Regions from separate parts of the Mus musculus genome. Here region 2 is linked to region 1. Evidence: chromatin contacts called from public promoter capture Hi-C data. All regions are on one chromosome and are shown on one strand. Each heading gives the region's core, a stretch centred on a gene start, on an enhancer-like site or on the middle of the called end of the contact. The rest is flanking DNA. Distances are from core to core; before and after follow the strand shown.

Region 1 (6,849 bases), core at 2,958-5,457:
AATTTTATTTTATGTACTGTACTGGCTTGTTTTATGTCAACTTGGCACAAACTATATCGAAGAGGAGAAATCCTTGATTGAGAAAATATTTCTGTCTTAGTTAGGATTTCTATTGCTGTGAAGAGATACCATGACCAAGGCAACTCTTGTAAAGGCCAACATTTAATAGGGACTGGCATACAGGCTCAGAGTTTCAGTCCATTAGTTTCATGGCAGAAAGCACAGCAGCATCCAGGCAGGCATGGTGCTGAGGAAACTGAGAGTTCTACATCTTCATTCAAGGAAGCTAGGAGAAGACTGTCTTCAGGAAGCTATGAGCAGAGTCTCAAAGTCCACCCTCACAGTGACACATTTCCCCAACAAGGCCACACCTACTCCAAACAAGGCCACACCTGAGCCAAACATATTCAAACCACCATGTTCCACTCCTTGCCCCAATAGGCTTGCTCAAACACATGAATCTATGGGAGCCATTCCTAGGCAGAGGATAATGTAAAATACATTTTGTCCAACTTCAAAAGTCTCATAGTCTATAACACTCTCTACCCCGTTAAAAGTCCAAAGTTTAAAGTCTCTTCTGAGGTTCATGCAACCTCTAAACTGTAATCTCTTAAGAAATCAAAACATGGGGGATGGAGAGATGGCTCAGCAGGTAAGAGCACTGACTGCTCTTCTGAAGGTCCTGAGTTCAAATCCCAGCAACCACATGGTGGCTCACAACCATATGTATAGCTACAATGTACTCATATACATAAAATAAATAAATAAATATTTAAAAAAGAAAGAAATCAAAATATAAAAGCAGATCACATGCCTCCAACATCACGCAGGATATACAATACCATTCCAAAATGTCATGTTGAGGAAATAATGGACCAAAGCAAGATAGAAAGCAAGCTGGGCAAACTCAAACTCCATGTTCTTCATGTCTAATGTCAAAGCACTCTTCAGATATCCAATTCCTTTCATCCTTGTTGACTACTGTTGGCAGATTTGGTATTCAGCAGCAAGAAACTTTGTTCTCTTGGGCTGGTTTCACTACCTGTTGGCTGCTTTACTCAGGAGATATCCCAAAGCTTGGGCATCTTGAACATCTTGGGACCTCCAGGACCAGGGTATTGTTGTGATGGGCCTGACCACATTTTTGTTTGGAGAGATGTGGATTTGGGAATTTTGGATTTGGAAAGTGGTGGAATGCTATAAGTGGGGCTTGATAGGCCATCCTAATAGGAATATGAAAGACATTGGTGTTAAGGGTGATTTGAACTGTAGGGGCCTGGCTCAAGAGGTTTCAGAGGAGAAAAATGTTAGTATGTAGCCTAAAGACTGTTTTTATGATACTTTTGTGAAGAATACGGCTTTTTTTTTTGCTCTTGTCTGAAAAGTCTGCCTAAGGTTATGTTGAAGAAATTCAGATTAATTGCATTGACAAAGGACAGCTCTGAAACGCCTAGCATAGACTTTGTCCTCTGGTTTACTCTCAAAAAGAGTGTTTTGATCAAGCACAGCAAGCTGAAAAAGAAAAAAAAAATACAAAATGTATGGTTCAAGTAATAAAGAGACACCAGGAAGTGAATGAAGCGGAGTCCTGTGATCAAGGAGATAAACAGATTAAGGGAGTGATGATCTCAGGGCAAGATCTCACCCAGCTAAGCTTATTGTTTGATTTGCAGTTGAACAGGAATGGCTTTGGACTTTTTCTCTGGACTGAACTACAATCCAGAAATGGAGGGCACACCTGTGATCCAGATCTTGAGGTTGGAAGACACAGGCTGTTGTGGATTTGGTCTAATGCTGCTTGTATTCTTTTAATCTGGTCCCCAAAATTGCACAAGAATCTACACATAAGAAACTGAGGGAACCCTGTCCCCAGTTGATTTTGATTGGTAAAGCATTGGGATTCCATCTGTGAGCCACCAAATCTGGCATGATAGTGAAATTTTAAAAGACAATATTTAGCTTTAAGATTCATGTTTCAGGTTAGAATAGATAGTGGGTTTCATTATGCCGTATGTTCTGTGGGGTGGACAAAGAATTGTGCATCCTAGAAAGATGCACCCAAAGAAAGCAAAGGAGACTGGACAGTGAAGTAACAGAAGAAGATGCAGGAGACACAAGAGGCAAAGGCCATGGAGATAAAAGAGCAGAAAGAACAAACTTTATTAAGATGGGCAAACAGCTGTCATCAAGGGGCTGGGAGGGTTCCCAGAGGTGGAACCAACTAAGGGCTCTGGCTGGGACTTTCAGTAGGTTCCCTGCTCCCTCATTAGATCTGCTCATTTACCTGACTGCATCTGCTGACCACATTAACCACACACCCACAAAGCCATTTTTTTAATTGCAGGAATATTGCTCCCTGTAGAATTTAAAAAGGCAAATAGTTCCTCTCCATCCCTTCAAAGCACCTCTCTCTATATCTTCACTCTGCAATAGCAGTGTGGCTGTGTAACACTGACTGGACTGTGGTATCTGTCAGGTCCCAAAGACATCCTCTGCACATTGTTCAGTTGTGAGTCTCTGTGTTAATTACTGCAAGAAGAAGCTTCTCTGATGAGAGTTGAGCAAATGGGCATAGCACTATGTTATTGATACCCCTGTAATGCTGTGTTCACTCAGCATAGTAATAGTGGTAGGTTTTCTCTTAAGCCTATGATCTATCCAGTAGCAGATTCTTGATCTCATTAATAGTGTCAGGTGTGGGCTCCATCATGGAGCAAGGCCTTAAATCTAATTTAAAAAAAAAAAATAGTTGGTTACTCCTATTAGTGCCACTACTGCACCAGTGTACTTTTACAGGTCGTTGCTGCTGTAGATTGCAGGTTTTATAGCCTGGTGACATTGATTACTTTTCTCCTCCTGTAGTGTGTCTAGGACCTTCTAACAGTGAAGCTTCTAGTTTGGTGCCAGATCAATTTTTCATGCTCTATGATATACTTAAGTGACATCATCACTAACAGGGCCTTACCAAGGATAACCAATAGCCTTAACAATTACTTGTGGTGTTTGAGTCAGTCTAGGGACCCCTTTGGTCAACAACTCATTGAGATGTAACCCATCCCTGGCACTGGAGGTGTGAGGGTGGCTTTGATGTAAAAATTTAAGTTGGGTGTGGTGATATACACCTGTAATCCAAGCACTCTAGAAGCTGCAGTATGAGATCACAAATTTTAGGTCAACAGTTCCCTCCTTCAGACAAAACAGATTGATGTTTCACATTATTGTTGGACCTTTCCAATTAAGAATAAAGAAACACTTTTCATATCCCCTTAGTTGAAATGGCCTTCCTCAGAAGTCTCTTCAAAGCTCCTATGACATCTTTGTTCCTCAGAGTATAGATGAATGGATTAGCCATGGGAGTGATGACACAGTAAAACAGAGTCAAGACCTTGATAAGGTCTTGGGAGCCATCCTCTGAGGGTTGCATGTAGATGTAGATCCCTGGTCCATAAAATAAAGACACCACCAGCAGGTGCGATGAGCAAGTGTTGAAAGCCTTGAGCCTCCCTGCCGCAGAAGGCATTCGAAATACAGTTTGAGCAATGTAACTATATGATACAAGTATCATGGAGAGGGGACCCATTATGAAGAATGTGGCCACCACTGCTAAAGTAACCTCATTGACTGTGGTGTCCCCACAAGACATCTTAATAAGCCCAGGCAGCTCACAGAAGAAGTGGTCAAGCATCCGATTCCCACACAGGGGCAACTGTATGGTAAGTGTAGACTGTAGTAGTGAGTTAGCCAGGCCAGTGAGCCAAGCAGCACCAGACAGCTGCAGACAGAGCCTGTGGTCCATAATGACAGAGTACCTCAGAGGCTTGCACACAGCCACATAGCGATCTAAGGCCATGATACCAAGAAGAACACATTCAGTACAGCCTAACCAATGAAACACATAGGCCTGGGCCATGCAGCCTATGTAAGTGATGTTCTTGTTGGGTCCCTGTAAGTTAAACAACATTTGAGGGACAGTCGTAGTGGTAAAACAGAGATCCAAAAATGAAAGGCTGGTAAGGAAGAAATACATGGGACTTTGGAGCTGGGAATCGAGCTGAGAAACCAAAATAATAGCAATGTTTCCCAGCAATGTGAACATGTAGGAGGTCAGGAGGACAAAGAAGAGAGGGAGATCCAGCCATGGGTACTTGGTAAAGCCCATAAGAATGAAATCTTCTGGGAAATCTGCACTGATGCGATTCACTGACATTTCAAAGGAAAGGGGCCTGATAAAATCAAGGAGGAAAAGGATGATTTTAAAAAATTACAACTAGGCAAAAATTATGAAGGTACTAGAAAAAAATACACTTATTTTTTCCTAGGGAAAGAGCTGGTATATGCCATCCATAGAAATCACATCAATGGTGATATAAAACAATAATTCATAGGTAACATTTCAAAAGTCTGGAAAACTCTTCCTGGGGACAAAGTTGTTCTATATAATGCCTGCTTTCCTCTCCTTACTCCCTTTTAAGGAGAAATTTCTCATTGAGGCATCTGAAACACATGAACAAATCAGGATTCAGGCAAAGTGGTAGCTCCTTTCTCCTCACTTCTTAGAGTTAGAACAACTTGTCAGTAGAAAAAAAAAATTTTGAGAAAAGTATATACTTCAGTATTCCAACAGAATGTCATTCCAAAAAGGATGACATTGTAAAAATGTTAAAACTAGTGGCTTTAACTAGTTAAAACCCCTGACTGAGCCAGTGACTGAGAGCATGAGAATTATCAGGAAATGTGAGAGATAAGTAAGAATGTTGGTTTTTATTTTTCCACTGCAAGCTCATGGTATTACATTTTAAAAATCTTGACTATGTGCCTTTAATAAAATGGAAAAGAGCAAAGACTAGAAAGTGTCAATACTTATAAATGAAGCGCACACACGTGTTTGAAGTAATGAAAACACAACAGTTTACCTGCAGGAAAGAATTATTGTAACACCAAAATTTTAGGACAGTGAAACTACTCCATCGCTTCTGTGCTTCCAGCTCTCTGTAATGATGGGCACATGCCAAGGTGAGCTTGTCCAAATGGACAGGATGTACAGTGTTAAAGGTTAATTCCAATGTCAATTCTGGATTTGGAGTAATCAATCCATCCGTATTGGCTCACCGATCACAACCAACGGTCCTGTGGGTTGGGAAAAAGGAAAAACTACACATGCAGGGAGGGCAGGGGATTATGGGAAATCTCTGTACCTTTGCTCAACTTTTCTATTAACCTAAAATGTCTCTAAAATAAATGTTAAAGAAAACATTCTACTTGCCCATTGAGAAGGTTTTCATGATAAATAAAAAAGGATTCTTCTTATAACATGCTCAATGTGCATAAAAAGCTTAGAGTCACTTAAAAGATAAGCCGAAGGAAAAAGGATAATATATTTGAAAATTAACATAGATATTTCCTAGTTTAGGATAGAGATTTAGATACCACATGTTGGGATTAATCCTAAGAAACTTTAGCCAAAGAAATTACATGTGAAGTTATCGTGACAAGAGAAATGTGTTTCAGTTTACTGGACGAGTCTATGGAAGTTGTTTTAATTGTTTTGTTACATCAACAAAACCTGGTTTTGAAGTGACAGACCTGAATGGTGTTGCTAGAATCCCTGTGATGTGTGATAGAAGACCATGGGAGGATTGCAGAACATTTTCCTGTCGATTAATCATAATGGACAGGTAATGAGGACAGGGCTACCACAACCCATAGCTCAGTGATTCCCTAAAGAAGAGCTTTATACACAGTCGTGATTGTTCCCGAAAACACCAGGCAGTATGAGTGATGAGTGAGAAAACTGTTTTTATTTTTCCACTGAGAGCTCATGGTATCAGATTTTTAAAATCTTGACTATGGGCCTTTAATAAAATGAAAAATAGCAAGGACTAGAAAGTGTTAATGCTTATAAATGATGGCCACAGACGTCAGAAGCACACACCCGTGTTTGAAGTAATGAAAACACAGCAGTTTCCTGCAGGGAAGGGAAGGGTTTGAGGGAAGCACGCTTAATTTTATGGCTGAGTTTAGCAACCTGATAAATGTACATGTGTAGATAGCATTATCACAGGTTATAGTGGGAAACCATGTTGAAAACTCAACTCAAGACCACAATGTGCAAAACCTTGATCACTATGTTAAATGCACTGACCAAACAAATGTGTTTCAGGACAAGAGTGGAGTAGCTCTTAAGAACACTTACTACAGAGGACGATGAGGAATGATAGGAGAGAAGAGATGGGAAGCTGGGGGTGAGGTGAGGGCAACCTGCACAGGGATAGCGTTAGCGGGCCAGGCAGTGGTGACAAACAGGAGCAAGGCATGGCTGTACGACAGAGGAGCTAGAAACCCAAACTTTAATCCAAGATGCTAGGAGTTGGGAAATGGAATGGACGGAAAGAGAAGGGCATTGGTGTGAACATTGTATGGGATACATAGCTTAAATCACAAATATCTTTACAAGGCAAATTTTAAGTTTGGCATGCAAGAATCAGCTTGAGTGAGTCTCCTGGGGTCTTTTTGCTCTGGGTCAACTTAACCAGCTAGTGATTTGAGAAATCATGAAGTACCTGAACCTGTGTTTGGGATAGTTATAATGGCTTAATTACCAAGGCCAGGGACATATGGAGACAAAGACAATGACAAGGGACTGTGTCCAACCAGAGAAGATACAAGTTATTGAAGGGGACCAGGCATTTGCAAATAAAGTAGAGAAAAAGAATGGCATCCTGTCTTCTCAAAAGCATCCTCAAGCATTTGGACTTGTCCATTGTTCACACAATTTGATTCTTGAATTGATCTTCAATGTGTTATATTTTAAAGAATTTGTTCAACCACAACCTTCTTTCTCCCTCTTTA
Region 2 (6,849 bases), core at 2,643-5,142, 2.5 Mb before region 1:
ATGTGGAATGTGGACCTGCTGGAATGCACCAAGTAGGTCTTAAGTGTAACACTCTATTCCTGTCCTTCCTCCAGACAGTCATCCCTTCTGCTTTCACATCATCAGAATTCCATCAAAGGAAGGAGGAGAAAGGAGCCAGAGGTGCATGGGAAGCAGAGGGTGGGGCGGGGGCAGGGTAGAGAGGAGGAAGATGAGTGACATGTCATGACATGGAGGGAAATACCGTAGTGAGACCCATTCACTGGTCTAACTTGGTGCTAACTCTAAAGAATTAATAATATTTGAAAAGAATAAGGTTTTGTTAATCTTATAAAGCAATACTGAAAAAGATAGCTTAGCAAGTTAAAATACAGCAAATACAGTACAGAATTGTATAGAAATCGTGTAGAATAAATGCAGTGACATTATATTTGGTAAATTAAGCTTACAAAAATTCTTTGATTTTGGATATTTATGTAATTTGTTACATTAATCAAGCAAAATAATTATGTTTGCATTATTGCAAGCAAATATTAAAGGAATGGGACATGAGGCTGTCTGCCAACAGCGATGTTAACAATTGTGAAGAGTAAATTCATATAGATAAAGATGAGAAAGTAACTGTGAAAACTATTCTTCTAAGAGTGTTTTTCCTGCCTTCACATAATTGTGAAGTGTGCATTAATGTAAGTGTGTTACAAAAAGAATAAAAAATGTAAAGATGACTAATCCATTGTTTTATATAAATACATTACAGAAAAGAGTGCACCATAAAGCCAGTGAGCAAGCAGCTGTGTACAGTTTACCTTTCAGGGCAGGGGTCTTCTTGTTCACTGGCGTACCTAGGACGAACTCACTCTGCTCACTTGTAGGGCTCATCTCTACCACTGTGGCCATTGTGGTTTTTTTCTTTCTGGGTAATTAGTGTTTCTCAGAAAAAATAGAAAAGAAAAGAACCAACATGAAATTACCCTTCAGTTGAGCTGTATGTAGAGAGAGAGAAAGAAAGAGAGAGACAGAGACAGAGAGACAGAGACAGACACAAAGACAAAGACAGAGAGAGAGACAAAGACAGAGTTAGAGAGAGACAAGAGACAAAGAGACAGAGAGAGACAGACAGACACAGAAACAGAGAGACCCTAATGTAGGAAAGCATTAGAAGAGACAGAGCATCATAGCAGTAGGAGTGGGGCTTCAATTCTAGACACTAAAGGGGGCTTTCAAGTTGGTGAACAAGTCCCACACTACATGATCTAGTTTGCCTTGGCATATGGACCAGAAGTCAGGAAGGCAAGCTTAGTGTAACTCAATGTTGTCAGTTAGGGGTAGGGGGCAGGGCTGGATTTGATCACAGCTGTAAATAAGAGGGGGACTGAAGGCCACAGCACAGTGCAGCATATTTTCTTATCAACTCTTCGTCCTAAAGACCTAGAGGAGTGTATGGCCTGATTTCTGAGAGAGAGAGAGAGAGAGAGAGAGAGAGAGAGAATGCACAAGCTAGATGATCTGTGGTCTAACAGGACAATATATAATCCATAGGTGTTAGTTAAAAGAAAATGCATTTGAGGACCTTTGAAGAGTCAGTACCAAGCAGCCAAAACCAGGCTCATTCCATCTACCTGGGGAGCAAGGTGGGGTGCAGCTGGCTACTATCTCCTACTTCAATATAATAGGCATCCTGCCGCTAAGGCCTGGAACTACTTATCACTGGATTTATCAGAGTCACTACAGAATGCTTGAAGAGCTCTGGCTTGGGAGCTAGGCTCTCCCCAGTTCCAGTACAGGTTCATATTGATCTACTTTGCTACAGGAACAAATGCCACAGAACCCAGCTTTCATCGTGGGTGCTGGAAAGTTAACTAAGGTCTTTACATTCTACAGTAAGCACTCTATTACTGAGCCATCTCTCCAGTCCCCTCTCAGACATTTTAATTTGGTTAAGGTTCATATCACCTCATTGGTTTTCTTAATCCAGTATTCTTGCATAAGAGTAACCTTATTTTCTCTTACGCTATAGTTCTGTCTCCTAACTTATCTGGATGAGAATCTGGGCAATGAATGAATTTGATTATGAAAGGCTGCACTTCTTCAGAAAATTGTGGTAGTCACATGGCTGAAGCATAGCTGACTAAGGAAAAGATCAATACTTTCTGTGGGACAGGGCATACATCTTCGCAATGTCTGTGAGAGTTCCTGGAAGGCCCCTGAGTCTACAACGTCTGGTTCACTGGTTAGAACTGTAATAGTGTGGAAAGGATGAAATAGTATAAGTTCAGAGGCCAGTTATCTTAATTTCGGATAGACTTAGCCACTTCAACAACCATTTCTTGCCCACCTCTACTTAGTGTCAGGACTAACATTCCATGACTGATAAATAACCTTTTGAAATCTATTGATTTTTAAAGAGGATTACGATGATGACGGCTATTGCTAACAACTGCTACTGCTACTGTTACTGCTAGATTCTGATTCTGATACTGATACTACTAGCTTGTACCTATTCAAAGTCTAAGAATTTTATCAGGTAGCATCTGAGGCCTTAGAAAAACTTCCCCATCTTGCTGTGTCTGCCTCTCTATGTAGACTCTAGTGTATTTTAAACTTGCCTTGATTTATGACTTTTGTCATTCTATAAAACTATAAAATTCATGAGACGGCTTCCATATTGGGACATGAACATCTGGCATAACCTAAATCTCTGTTCCCAGACCATGGTCTCTCAAATATGGCTCCAGTATAATGTCATGTTTGCTGTAAGGTAAGAGCTGTGTGCTTTTTGTATTGATGATGTAACAGGCAAAGAAGTGATTGCTAACACCATTTTATCTAGAGTGGTTTTCACAATGCTCACACTGTTCTTCATGTCCCCAGCAGCTGTCAGACTAACAAGAGTAGTTACAACCACTGCTGTAGACTCAGGACCCAGGCAGGGCCATGGACCTCAGAAAACTCACTGACTCTCTTCTCCTAGGCCATTGAGCTCATTAGCAAAAGAACTGATGTTTGTTCATGAGACACTTTGACTTTCCCCTTACCATTCTCTCTCTGTCTGTTTCTCTCTGTCTCTGTCTGTCTCTGTCTCTGTCTCTCTCATTCAATTTTTTTTTTTAAATAACAAGTTCTGTTGGGTATGGTAGATCTACCTCCCTTGATTCTCTGGACAAGTCACTTCTACACACATACATGATTTTATGTGACTACGTAAAAGTTTTAAAAACATTCCTTTATAGTATGTGTTTCTTGGATCTGTCTCCACAGCTGCTATTGTCTCCACCAATTCCTATGGTGATCTAGCACAAACTCTTCAGTTTCCAGTCTCTCCTCTCCCTCTCTTTCTTCTCCTCCCTCTCCTTACCCGCTGTCTCTGTATGTTCCTCCTTTTCCCCTCCCTCTTGGACCCTCTTTTCCCCTCCCTTCTCCCTCTCTTTCTCCATCCTCCGTTATCTTCTTCCCCTTCTCTCCCCCTTCCCCCTTCCCTTTGCCTCTCCCTCCATTTTTCCGTCTTCCTCACTCTTGCTTCCCCATTGCCTTTGTAGACATAGGTTTTTACATTGTATGAACATGTTTTTATTTTGTCAGCAGGAGAACATTTGAAGTTGGAGGAGGGATGTATAGCAACCCTCAGCTGGTATTCAAGGACAGTGCAGATCTTTGGCTACCCAATGAAAGTAAGTGACTTACCAACTTAGTGACTGAGGTAGGCCTTCCTGTGTTTCCTCTGGACAGGCTTCTCTTACCTCTTACCAGACCACTCAGTATTCTGTGTCACTCCATGACTCCAATTATTAATCATTAATGACAGGCTGAAGCACCCCCTGCTTTCAGCTGTGAGCTTCACAGCCTTCGTCCTTGTCCAGTGTCTTGCCAGCACCCCAGAAGGATCTACTGGGTCTGACACCTGCAGGCAGTTATTAGTCACATTGCCTTGCAGTATTTCTAAAGACATTTCCTTTTTCCGGTTTGAAATGGGATAAGTTACAAATTAAACACATTTTGTACTTTACCCCCTCTTTTTTTTGTCTGGTCTTTAATTTTCTTTTGCTTCTTTGAACTATGTGGGCCATAATCTTATTTAGTAACGTTGTTAACCAAATCAAATGGACAAAACCCACAAGCTTCTCATAAATTCAGTATTTATTCCCCATGACTTTTTTCCTGTCTTAATTACTTCTATGTTTGTTGATAAACTACATAAAACAATGCTCGTACCTACATCTCAATTTGCACATGTTACCATGTACAATGGCAAGTTTTCTAACTCACTTAAGTAACCGCTTAAAACTTTTATACATGCACATGATGCATTGTGATCAGACCTCACTCATTTTTGCCAACAAATTCCTCCCATTCCCCACTGTCACTTTTCCCTCTCAAGTTCATGCTTCTTCATTGCTTCTCCTCCTCCTCCTCCTCCTCCTCCTCCTCCTCCTCCTCCTCCTCCTCCCTACTGAGTCACGTAGTGTTGTCTGTGTGTTCATAGGTGTTGAACTATCTAATGGAATATGGATAGCATCTTAGAATCTGAATCCCTGAAGAAAACTGATGCTCTCACCGGCTAGCAGCCATAAATTGCCAATAGCTCCTCGGCCATGGGTGAGACTTCATGAGCTCCCGCCCTGACCGTGGCGAGATTTTGGCTGGCTGGATCTTGCTCAGGTCTTGTGTTTACAGCCACAGCTGCTGTGAGCTCACGTGTACAACAGCGCTGTCTTGTCTGGCAAAGAAGGTTTTGCAGTAGATGTCCACTACCTCTGGTGCTTAAGATGCCTCTTCTACAATGCTTCCTGAGCCTTATGATCAAGAATGTGACACAGATGCCCTTTTAAAGCTGATCATACCACAGTCTCTTACTCCCTAGATTTTGACAAGCCGTGGGTCTTTGTATTAATCACCTTATACTATAAAAAGAAGCTTCCCTGATGAGGGCTGAGAAATGCACCGAACTGATAATTTTGTAGTTTGATTTTTCTTTATGGTTGAATAATCTTCCATGTATCATTACACATTTATCAGGTGATGGGACATTTTAAACCTTTTCATTTCCTGGTGATTGTGAACAGAGAAGCAATAAACATGAATGAGTAAATAAATCTACAGTAGAATATAGAGTCTGTTGAGAATATTCTCAGGAAATGTTCTGGCTTGATCACATGATAGTCCTATGTCTAGCTTTTTGAGGTACCTCCACATTGATTTCCAACAAAGGGGCTGAGCTCGGAACACCCACACCAGCACACCAGAGGCCAAGCTTGTTCATTTCTTTAGACGATCCTGCCAATAGCTTGGAAGTAGACAACAGATTCATTGCCTTCCAAGCTCGTGAAGGAGTTTGTCCTTGCCTCAAAGGTGAGGTGGTACTTCAAACCCACTGTTTCGTATAGGCAAAAAACAAACAAACAAACAAACAAAAAACAAAAAAACTCTACCTCTCAGAGGCCCCTAGGCTTATGACTCAGCCTGAGCACTGATGTCAAACTCATTCACAGAAAGGAATCTGGGTTCTGTGTGCACTGAGCTCTTCTGGTAGCTCATCTTCACTGTGGCTTTAAGTCCTGTCTTGCTTTATGCTCTCAATGCATCTCCTTTGGTTTTGTGTTTGACTCTAAGTGCTGTAAGAGGACAAACCACTTCTCCATAATGGGAAGCCCTGACTGAAGCTCCTGACTGGAGCTGTTGGATGTGTCATTGAGGTTAATAATTTGAGAAGTCTGGGCCTTGGGGAATGAGGATTTTCTGAAGCATATGTAGTATACGATCTCCATAGTATACAATCTTTCACTGTCTGTAAGAGAAAGAAGTACAGACACAGCTCATATACACATCTGAAATTTAAAGGTAGAAAGGTCTAAGTTCATTATGGAGTCTTAGGAGTTTTACCTCCTGTGTCAATTATTTTTCGCTGAGTCCTTTTTTAAAGAACTCTGTACTCTGGGATAAATAATCAACAACTTTAGAATTCACGTATTTCTAATTCTAAATTAACCAAGTTGGAATATGTGGCTTAGTTTTATAATTTAATTTTTAACTTTACTTTAAAATGTTCATGGTTTTAACCATGTACTTGGTTTGACTTCATAAACAAAAAGACCCAACATGCTTCTACACTGAAAAAAAAAATCCAATTTTGCCTCACCTGTACAATTAGTTTTTAAACATTTGAGTATGAATTGAAATATTTCTTTGACTTAGATCATTTTACTCACCTTTTAGAGATTACACCTTTTCTTCTCTGATGAGCTTGAAACTACTTTGTGTTGACATGAAAATCTTCGGAGCAAATAGAGTGCACACATCCTCACTTTGATTTGAGTATCCAAGGAATGCTTTCCTTAAGTGTGTGAACAGTTGTCCTTAATTATTATCTGTAGGATGGCTCCATGTCTGACCAACATCTCAGAGGAAATCAGTGCCCAGTTGAGGCAATCACAGAAGCCGGTTATCTCTAGGCTGAAGGCCAACCCCGGATAGAGGAAGGTCAATTTCTGTGTACTCTCTGCTTAAACCTCACAAAGTCCAGCATGGATCAGATGGAGTACGCTGAAGCTGGACACCACAGAGGCTTGGCTCAGTGGCAGTGGGCATTCCCTGGAACCTCAGAATCTAAGCCGTGAACCCAAATGGCGTGTCATCTCTACTCAGCATCTAAGTCCTCTTTAGAATTTCTGGCAAATGTTTTTGCCTCCATCCTTGGTCAGGTTACACTCTTATTTTGCCTCTTGTTCTCCATGACAAATTGGGTCATGGACATGAGTCATAAATCTAATATCCAGTCATGTACTGGTGCTATACTGCTCCTAGTGGGAGTTCATCTCTGTTATTTTGTTTCCTATTAACTGAGCAAAATGATGTCTGTATTTTCTGTTACAGTCC

Evidence for each region. Capture Hi-C pulls out chosen DNA fragments and counts their contacts.
Region 2: a promoter capture Hi-C map of liver shows a contact between it and region 1, with 5 times the contacts expected there. The contact joins the promoter of Slc17a3 here to the promoter of Olfr1367 in region 1. A contact is called at or near these places in 1 of 39 promoter capture datasets (hippocampal neurons) and 2 of 9 other capture datasets (adipose tissue and liver).

What each region holds. Positions count from the first base shown.
Region 1 is chr13:21,344,288-21,351,136 of GRCm38.p6, reverse strand. Olfr1367 (olfactory receptor 1367) reads right to left here and starts at 4,207. Exons shown (of 1, transcript NM_146533.1): 1 at 3,257-4,207. The coding sequence starts at 4,207. The coding sequence ends at 3,257.
Region 2 is chr13:23,836,477-23,843,325 of GRCm38.p6, reverse strand. It overlaps Slc17a3 (solute carrier family 17 (sodium phosphate), member 3), which reads right to left and starts at 3,892. Exons shown (of 12, transcript NM_001164743.1): 1 at 3,661-3,892.